2 separate regions of the Zea mays genome follow, and region 2 is linked to region 1. Evidence: chromatin contacts called from public Hi-C data. All regions are on one chromosome and are shown on one strand. Each heading gives the region's core, a stretch centred on a gene start, on an enhancer-like site or on the middle of the called end of the contact. The rest is flanking DNA. Distances are from core to core; before and after follow the strand shown. Region 1 has its middle 16 kb from the start of LOC103626671. Region 2 holds the start of LOC103626673.

Region 1 (4,761 bases), core at 838-3,337:
ATCATCATCGACCATGGCCATCCAAACCTTGTCATCACATAAAAGAAGCTAGGGTTAGGGTTTTCATGCTAAGAAACAAAGAGATCTAGTCTTAGGGTTGACGTTACAAACCTACACAACCGGAACTCTAACCCGGAGAGGCAGAGATGAGGATATGTGCTAGCGGGAGCACCACCCCGATAGACAGTGAGCAGTGAGATTGATCAATAGAAGGCAAGAGCAGTTAGACAGGGATCGAGAGGGAAATAATCCAAGATATGAGGAGGAAGACAGACGATATGCAAGATCCAACAGTGGAAAGGTCGTCGGAGAGAGGTGGGAAGGAAGAAAAGGCTATCATATAGTAGGACGAGAGGAGATTAACAAGATCCGGTAATGTAGACATCATTAGAGATAGAGAGGACGATGAGAGAGGTGATAACAATGACAGATAACGACAAGAGAGGCGGATGGGGATAGGGTTTGGAGGTGGGAGGCTAGAAGGGAGAATGGCCACAACGGCAGGGTTGTATCCCATCTCCTAGCTAGCTAGCGCGCCTTGATTTGTGCCACCTAAGACTTTATCCGGTGGTTCATGTAAAATAGGGGGACGCGAAACTGTACATGGCACTGTTTAAAGAGTGAAGTTTAAAATAAGGGATAAGATAAAATATTGAATAAGGGATCTACTGAAGATAGTACAACGTGCTAAGGGACCAGTCCAGACCCGGATTGGTGCGGGTTGAGCTAGTACAGGCATGAGCAGACCGGACCAAAAATCTGGATCTCATGCTGGCTGCATATGCTCATGTACTATATACTAATAAGAAGCAAATTGACCGAGATGGTTGGGAAGTAATCTATTAGAATATTAGTTACATCGTTATCACGACTTCACGAGCTAGTCGTGATTAGGCGCATATTACTAATTAGGATTACTGGTAAATAACCTGGACCACCCATTGGTCGATCTTTACTGAATGGTTGGCCGCCGAGTGCTCTGCACATGTTTATGCACGAGCAACCCAAAGCCAATGATGTTTTAACTTGGAAGACGCATGGCGTTGGAGTAGCAGTACGTAAGCCGCCAAGAAAGAAAGAAAGAGCGACACCCAGGCCTAGGAATGAAAACGGTCGGTAAACACTAAAACTATTATCGTTTTTATATTTTTTATCGGAAACAAAATCGAAAACTGTAACTCCGAAAACGGAAACGATATCGATATTTCAAAAACATCGGAAACGAAAGTTCGGTGCGGAAAATATACCGGTAACGGTCGAAATCTAAATACGATCGGTAAACATATCAAACTTCACAATACAACAAAGTTGACAAAAGATCGCAAAGACCACAAGTTCACAATTCATGATATAACAAGTTCACAAGGATCACAAATTTATAATATAAAAAGTTTATAAAGATCAAAAGTTCACAATATAACAAGTTTACAGTATAACAAGTTCATAAAGATCACAAGTTCACAGACTCAAAGTTCACAATTCACAATATCCACTCGATTTAGCTGATATGGCATGCTTACTCATTAAATATTTTTTCCTCACATAAAGAGTTTTTTCACAGCCTCACAGGAAAACCCTAAAATCTAGCGTGTGGAAAAGACAGACTGTCGGCTCTCTATCATTATATATTACTAATACATAACATGTGCATAGAAAAGGTCTGATTCGTTCGAGAGACCAAATCATTAATCTCAACGGCCTTCCAACACCATCTATCCAAAAAAATCTTAAAGCGTCCAAAAAAAATACAAAAATAAGTAATCCTTATCCAGAGACGTACAGGCGATGCGAAAAAATCACATGCCGGAAAATTCCGAAAAAAATCCGAGACCTAATTCCGGAAAATTCCGAGACACAAATCCGGTAATTTCTGTAACCGAAAGAAGCGGTCGATAAAACATCACGCTGATTCCGATTCCGATAAAAAATTCTGAAAATCGATTCCGTTCCGATCGAAAAATTTCGAAATATGTTTCCGGAATTCCAAAAAATTCCGGGACACTTTTCATCCCTACCCAGGCCTCGAGCTACTCGAGGTACAGCTGCCTCCCATCCAGTCGAGTTGTACAAATCGTTAGGCTGGTCCTGGTCCCGACCGATAGACGATGATGGATCGATCGAGTCGGCCGATCATGCTCATGCCCGTACGTGCCGTGCTGCTGCTTCGATTCACGGGCTCACGACTCGCCTGTTGGCTGTTGCGCCTGCGCGCTTTTTTTCTTCCCTCTCCATGTCTCCTGCAGCCAGGTCTTGTCGGAGGACCTGCTGTTTTTTTTTTTTTTTGTTAAGGCGGTCTCGGGCTCGTGCATGTGCGTGCATGATGCATGCAGTACTGGGAACCGTTCGTGGAAGTAGAGCAGCAAAACCGAAGGGCTGAGCTAGACGAAGGAATGCTGAGTTGCTGAATGAAAACACCACATACAATACAAGTAGGATCGGGGTGGTAAACTGGTAACTAATGCCTTTGGTTGCGGGACAGTCGGAATAGGAACGTCTGTTTCATCTAATTTTAAGAGACAAACTGGAAACAACACTAGGATAATTATGTTTCAACCCTTGACTCTGAACCAAACAACCTTATTCGAGAGATCGTTTTATTCTGTCTCATCCTGTTATTGTAACCAAACGTACCCTAGCAGTCCGTTGCAGCCCAAACCAAGACATGCTAATAAGGTGAAGAGCACAATACAATACTTGTATAGGATGTTGACTTGTTGAGACAGGACACAGTACGTTTGTTTGAGTCGAGACTGTGTCGAGCTGCCGCCTGCTGGTCCATACAGTAGTCAGTAGATCCAGATAGGAGGTCCATTTCGTCATGTCTCAAGTCCAGATCGCGCGCGCTGCCTCTGCCTGGCCCAAGCCATTGTCCAAGGGTTAATTATTGTTGTTGTAAACAAAGGGGATAAATCTGACCCTTTTCAACGGTAATGTTTACTAATGTACGTTACTCAGCTTTACCATTCTTCGAAGATACTCTTCAGTTATGATAACTGGCTGTCTGGCTCTAGACAATATGGTTATATATTAGAGTAATATACTCCATTCCTTATTTTTTATTTGTCACGTTTTTAGTTCAAAATACTAGCGGACGATAGATATTCAAGAACGAAGGTAGTATTATCTTGGGGTGAACGAGAGAAAAGCTAAAAAGTGACCAGAATACTCCTGGTTATTAAAGTAGAACCTGCTTTTGCGTATGTTAAAAGGATCTAGGTGTCGTCTGGAAGGCCGGAGCGGGGTTGAACAAGTGTTCAATTAAGATCACGCTCATAATTTCAGAATCTACAAAGGCCAGAAAATCTGATATGAGGTCGGAAATTATGACATGAGTAATGTTGGTCACTTGTTCTTAAATGTTGTAAATCAAGAACAAGGCAACACAATTGTTAAGTATTAATGGCCTTCGTCTTTCGAATCATTATCTCCTCGTGAGTATAATGATCATCAGACGAAGGTCGTGAAGGACATGCCTTTATCATATTAAAGATGAATAAGAATACATAAAGATAAATATAATGAATATAACTCATTGATTCATTCATATTTACATCCCATAAAATATGTATGAATATCAACACAATTTGTATTACATTGATACCTTCGGTTTGCTCGAAGGTGTTGATGCGAGAGAGATTACAAATCAGCGTGAACAGTACGATGCTATTGTTCATCTATTTATAGGCACGGGACGCAGCCCGGATAAAAGTACATTTATGTCCCTGACGTTTACTTATGATCGTAACATAAATCATTAAGGACTAAGCAGTCTTTTTTCCTTTCGGATAGCATCATCACCAGTCTTCATCACCATTATAAGCCGAAGCTATTACTCTGGCAATAGCTTCGACTTTTATTCTTATCATCTTTAAATCATATCTTCGTCTCGTATGCCTTCATCGTGGAGGAAAGACTTCCATCCTGAAGACGAAGCTCCCTGTAATAGCTTATGCTGAAAGCAAATGATTAATTATGTTTTTGAGGACCTTCGGAAAAGGAAGACCCCCAATAGTAGCCCCTCACAGTATTAATTTGTTCTTTTGTAACAAATTTAGACTGCGACGTGAACGAAGGCCTTTAGTCGAAGGTCCGAAAAAACACCTTCCCTTCGCTAGAATAGCGAATCATTCTGAGCCGTGGGACCCACCGAATTGTGGGGCTCTGAGTATATATATAGAAGGTTGTGTTGCAGATATTTTTCGTGCCATCTAGCTTTTGTGTTGCGGTTGTCGTTTTAGCTTTCCTGTTCTGTGAGTGCAATTGTTTTTGAGCTTCGGCTTTTTGCAGTGATCATCACCGAAATGGCCGAGGATAAGAAAAGTGTGGATCCCACACTCGCTGGCTTCTACGAAGCCATGGAAAGGACCAACGTAGAAAAAAATCACCAATGAAATGTTAGCTAGGCTATCCGATGATTCAAGTGACAGCGAGAGCTTGGATGTTCAGAGTGACAACGAAGATGCCAAAGATCGACCGTGGAGGCCAAGCCACGTTGTTTTTGGGAAGTCAACTATCAGACAAGGGCAAATTGAAAAGCGATGAAAGGCGAATATTTTCATGATTTGTCCATAGTGAGGGCTGGGGGAGAAGACACTGTAACCCTTCCTGAAGGTGATGAAGTGGTAGTCTTTAGGAGCTTCATGAAAGTTGGGCTTCCCTTTCCGCTCTACAAAATGTTGGTCGAAGTTTTGAAGACATTCGAGATATACCTTCATAAGCTTACCCCCGAAGCTCTAATCAGAGTGGGGGTTTTTATATGGC
Region 2 (4,761 bases), core at 772-3,271, 120 kb after region 1:
CAAGGACAGTCACTTTTGTGTGCTCATGCAACGGCTCTTCGGCAGCTTTAAGGAGCTCGAAGAACTTCTGAACCTCAGGTGTAGCTGGATCCTCAAACTCGGTGGGTTGACCGGGGTTCTCCGAATCGACGGTTAGAAACTCATGGCGTACATCGTCAAGCATCTCTTCCATCCTATCGTAGTCCTCCTCTTCATGTGACTGAACTTCCGATACAATACGAGGTGGGTCCTCACCGTGGTGCACCCACACCTCATAGCCTGGCATATAACCGTTCTTGCAAATATGTATCGACATAGTCCTCCTGTCAAGGAAATTAATGTTCCGACACTTGCTACAAGGGCACCTAACATCGGTTCCAGTCTCTGACCGAGCAAAAGCATGGTCGAGAAAAGCATCAGTCTTGGCCACCCACTCACTTGATAGAGCACCTCTTTTCTTCCAACCTTCATACATCCATCGACGATTCTCCTCCATACTAGATACGATACGTTAACTTAATTAGATAAGTACTGCACGTGCATTCCGTTTTTACGAAGAAATCACGCCCCTACATCTGTAGGAAAGGATAGGTCCTAAACCCACCCAGGAGTGACCGACGAGACCGTGTTTATGACAAGACATGTGGTCGTGCGAAATTTCGGCAGCATAACCCCGTTGTTCTCCAATCGCACGCCTAAAAATGGTGCAATTGAAGAACAGAGAGGTTATGCTGCCGAAACTAAGCAGGAGCACATGCTTTTGTCATAAACACGGACTCTGTCGGTCACCCCGAGGCTGTCCAAAAAAGGGACAATTCCGGCCCAACATACCTCACATGCGTCGCTTGTAAGGTGTGTTGGGCCGAAACGGGTGACGCCTAGGTTTCGTTTGTTCACACTACGATACACTATGATTAACTATAATCATCGTGCATTATTAAATAATTAAACTAATAAACCATAATACAATATTACATACGAAATAATATTGTTATAGATGACAAATCATATAAAATGACCTTATTTCCGAGGGCATAATAATTACCCTCGGAAATTAAAAATTAAAATTATCTAAAGTACCACTAAATAAAGTAAAACAAACTACTTTAATTAACTAATCAAATTTTGACCGTCGGACATAACAAACTAAACAATCAAATGCATTAATACATACAATTTCAATCAAATACATTAATACAAACATACAATTCTAATCAAATACATTAATAAAAGCATACAATTTTAATAAACAAAATTGCTAATTAAGTATACTCACTTAGCGGGTGTGGAGAGTCGGCCGGCGATGGGCGCACGGGCGGCGGCGGGCGCACGGGGCCGTTGGCCGGAGCACGGGGCGGCGGCGACCGGCGAACGGGGCGGCGGCGACCGGCGAACGGGGCGGCGGCGGCGGCGGCCGGAGCACGGGCGTGGCGGTGGCCGGAGCACGAGCTAGGGGCGGTGGTGGCCGGAGCACGGGCGTGGCGGTGGTGGCCGGAGCACGGGCGTGGCGGTGGCCGGAGCACGAGCACGGAGCGGTGGGGCGGCGGCGGGCGCCGGAGCACGAGCAGTGGGGGCGGGCGGTACGGCGATAGGGCGGGACGGCGACGAGCGTGGCGGCGACGAGCGTGGCGGCGACGGCGGCTTCTCCTCGGACACGGCGGAGGCGTGCTCGGCGGCGGCAGGATAGAAACGCGCGGTCTCGGGTGAAACTGAAGGCGCGCGGGTCGGAACCGCGCGTTAAAAAGCCTTATGTCCGACGGCTCGGTACGAGGCCGTCGGACATAAGCTAATGTCCGACGGCCAGGGGGTCGGCCGTCGGACATAAGGTAATGTCCGACGGTCAGTCTGCCAGCCGTCGGTTATATTTTTTTATTTTCGACGGCCGCTGTTGGCCGTCGGACATAACCGTATGTCCGACGGTTGCCTACGGGGCCGTCGGACATAAGACGACCGTCGGAATTGTATAGTTTTACTGTAGTGCTCCCTCACTATCTTGTTCTCGCCTCGTTTTTCTCTCCCTCCGCGAGCGCCAAGGCAGCGCAGCTACGAGACAAGGCACACGTAATAGTACTAGTGCGCCGTTGCCCTGCCTGCCTGCCCTGTGCCCTGCCTTGCACCACACCACCACCACCGCAGATCCGGTCTGGTCCAGTCCGGCCCGGTCCGCTACTAAACAAACCAGCCCAGCGCGCGCCCCCAGCGAGAGGAGAGGAGGAGGGGCCGGGGTCGGCACGGCGGGCAGAATTGCCTCTGCTGCCTGCGCGCTGCCCTGCCCTGCCAGAGGGATCGGAGGGAGAGCGATCAGTCAACAAGCCCAGGAGGAGGAGGAGGAGGAGGGAGAGATCCGCGTGCCGGCCGGAGGCGGGCTCCGGGAGATCGACCGAGCGACCGGCCTCGGTCCCGGTGCGGTGGTGGATGGGGATGGCGCCCGCCGGGTGGGTGGGCGGGCTCGTGGCGGAGAGCTTCTTCGTGGCGTGCCCCGCGCACGAGTCCCGCAAGAAGAACGAGCGCAACATCTTCTGCCTCGCCTGCTGCGCCAGCATCTGCCCGCACTGCGCCCCCGCGCACCGCCACCACCCGCTCCTCCAGGTGAGTGCGAGTCTCGTCGTCGTCCTCCTCCTCGCCCGGCCTCTCCTCTTCCTTCCTCCGGCGGCCTTCCCCTCTCCCTGCCAGGCTGCCATGGCGTCGCGTGGCATGCACCTGGCCGGGCGATCTGCTCAGTTTCTACTCCTGCTAGCTTCGCAGCAATTCTCGCCGCCGCTGTCCCGCTCCGCTCCGCTTCTTGTTGTTGTTGGATGAACACACCACCTCCCCACCGCCACCGCCACCGGGGGGCAGCTTTTTGGGGGTTATTGCTGGTGGCCTCGGTTCTTGTGCAACGGATGGGAACGGCGGGGACGAGTACCAATCAATCGATTTCTTTATTTGATTTAATTGTTTATTTATTATTCCTCGGCGTATATAGCACTAGACGCTACTTCTTCCTATATACTACTACTAGAGTAGTACTACAAGTGTAGAGGAGGAGGGGCATGGGAATTGGATGTGTAGTATCTCGCTTTTGTTTTGTCGCGTGCTGTCTCTTCCTTCCTTCCTTCCTTGGACTAGATTTGGTCCCGGCTTTAGCCTAAACAAAAAAATATTTCCCCCCTACCATTTCTCGCATGATTTGATTTGATGCGTGGTCTCTTCTCGTGTCGTCCGTGCGCGGGAAGGAATCAAGGGAAAGGAAAGGAAACCAAACCCCATCTCGCTAATCGCTCTCCTCTCTCTCTCTCTCTCCCTTCCTCGCAGGCAGGCAGAGGCAGTACAGGTTGTTGCAAAACTTGCACGTACTTGATTCCTCGCGCGCGCAGCGCCTTGTCGCCTTGCGAGGTTTGGTTTGGTTGGGTCATGAGCTCATCCATCCATTCCCTTTTCCACCCATGCATGCATGCATGCATGCCACTCCCTTGATTAGGGTTTATAAGCCAGCAGGAGGCGCTGATTGAGTCCTAATCTGCGCCACTGTAACAGCAATCCCAACCATGATTTTCGCACCCGCTCCAGGACTCCGGAGCAGTGCTACTTCTTCATCGCTATAATTAATATAATTCGTCTGCTCCTTCCTGCCTGACCGGGGTATTAAATCCTGTGTATGTACGTAGTACTAACAAACAAGGACAAGGCAGTAAAAATTCTCGTTACGGAACATTATCTACTCCGACCTCCCTTGCATTTTTTTTTTGGAATTAGTACCCGGGCGTTCATCGCGACCTGCATGCAACTGTTTCCTCAACGAGCTAGCCATTACATGCTTTTAGTTTTTTTATAAAATATATATGCATGCATGGCAAAACTTTTTCCTTTTTAAATTTTCGGGAGTTAAAGAGGAGGAGGGTCGAAAATTCAAATCCCCCCACCCGGGGCATGCAAACCCTTCTTCTTTCTCTCCGTAGCTTTGTCTTGTAGCTGCAGCCATGCATTTCCCCCCTACTTTCATGCAGCAGCAACTAATCCATCCGGATATGCTGGCGCTGCGGGAGCCGGAGTCTCGAACCCAAATGGCAAAAAAAGCTGCGGGGGGAGGTTTTACCGCTGCCTCTTCATTGGAATTCCAATCCTTGGGATTAGGATCCTCTGCGGTAATCGCCAGCCTCCTGCTGCGCTTCCGCTTGCTTCCCCGTCCATTAATAGGCCTGGTTATCCAAACTGTTTTGCCAAGTATAGCAACATTTCCCTGCCCCCCGTCCTGCCGACTGAACCCCGCCACTGATAAAGGAAAAAAAATCGGTTCGGGCCTTTGAATTAGATTTTACCGTATGCGCCCGCGCGCGGTAACTGCGCGGCCTGTCTTTTTTTACCAAACAGAGGCATCGACGACGACACTGTTGTCCCCCGACGACGACCCCATCTCTCCCTGGTGCGTGCTACACGACCAAACTTCTCTCTCCTTACCTTAGGGTGGGGTGGTTTTGGGGGTCTCCCAGGCCATGATAAAGATCACCACTGGAGTGGTACTGCTGCCCGGCCGGTCAAAGCATGGGGGCCATCGCGTGGTGTGTGGCCCAACCCAAAGTTGTACCCTGCTGCTGCTGTACCGCCTGCGTTGTTATCTTAGGCCCCGTTTCAATCTCACGGGATAAACTTTAGCTTCATGCTAAACTTTAGCTATATGAATTGAAGTGCTAAAGTTTAGCTTTAATTACCACCATTAGCTCTCATGTTTAGATTATAAATGGCTAAAAGTAGCTAGAAAAAAGCTGCTAAAGTTTATCTCGCGAGATTGGAACACGGCCTTAT

The links. Hi-C and Micro-C count contacts between places; a contact is called where the count stands out from the background.
Region 2: a Hi-C map of ear shows a contact between it and region 1, with 1.9 times the contacts expected there. The contact joins the promoter of LOC103626673 here to the enhancer-like site in region 1. A contact is called at or near these places in 2 of 25 Hi-C or Micro-C datasets (ear and tassel).

The regions. Positions count from the first base shown.
Region 1 is chr5:87,785,589-87,790,349 of Zm-B73-REFERENCE-NAM-5.0, forward strand. No RefSeq gene overlaps it. Among protein-coding and RNA genes, the nearest start is that of LOC103626671, 16 kb to the left of the region's middle. Within about 2 kb of position 2,088, at least 5 of the 20 cell types and tissues checked have an H3K27ac peak or open chromatin away from gene starts, as enhancers often do. A contact at or near this core is called in ear, where this site is marked.
Region 2 is chr5:87,902,550-87,907,310 of Zm-B73-REFERENCE-NAM-5.0, forward strand. LOC103626673 reads left to right here and starts at 2,022. Exons shown (of 4, transcript XM_020538437.3): 1 at 2,022-2,568. The coding sequence starts at 2,395.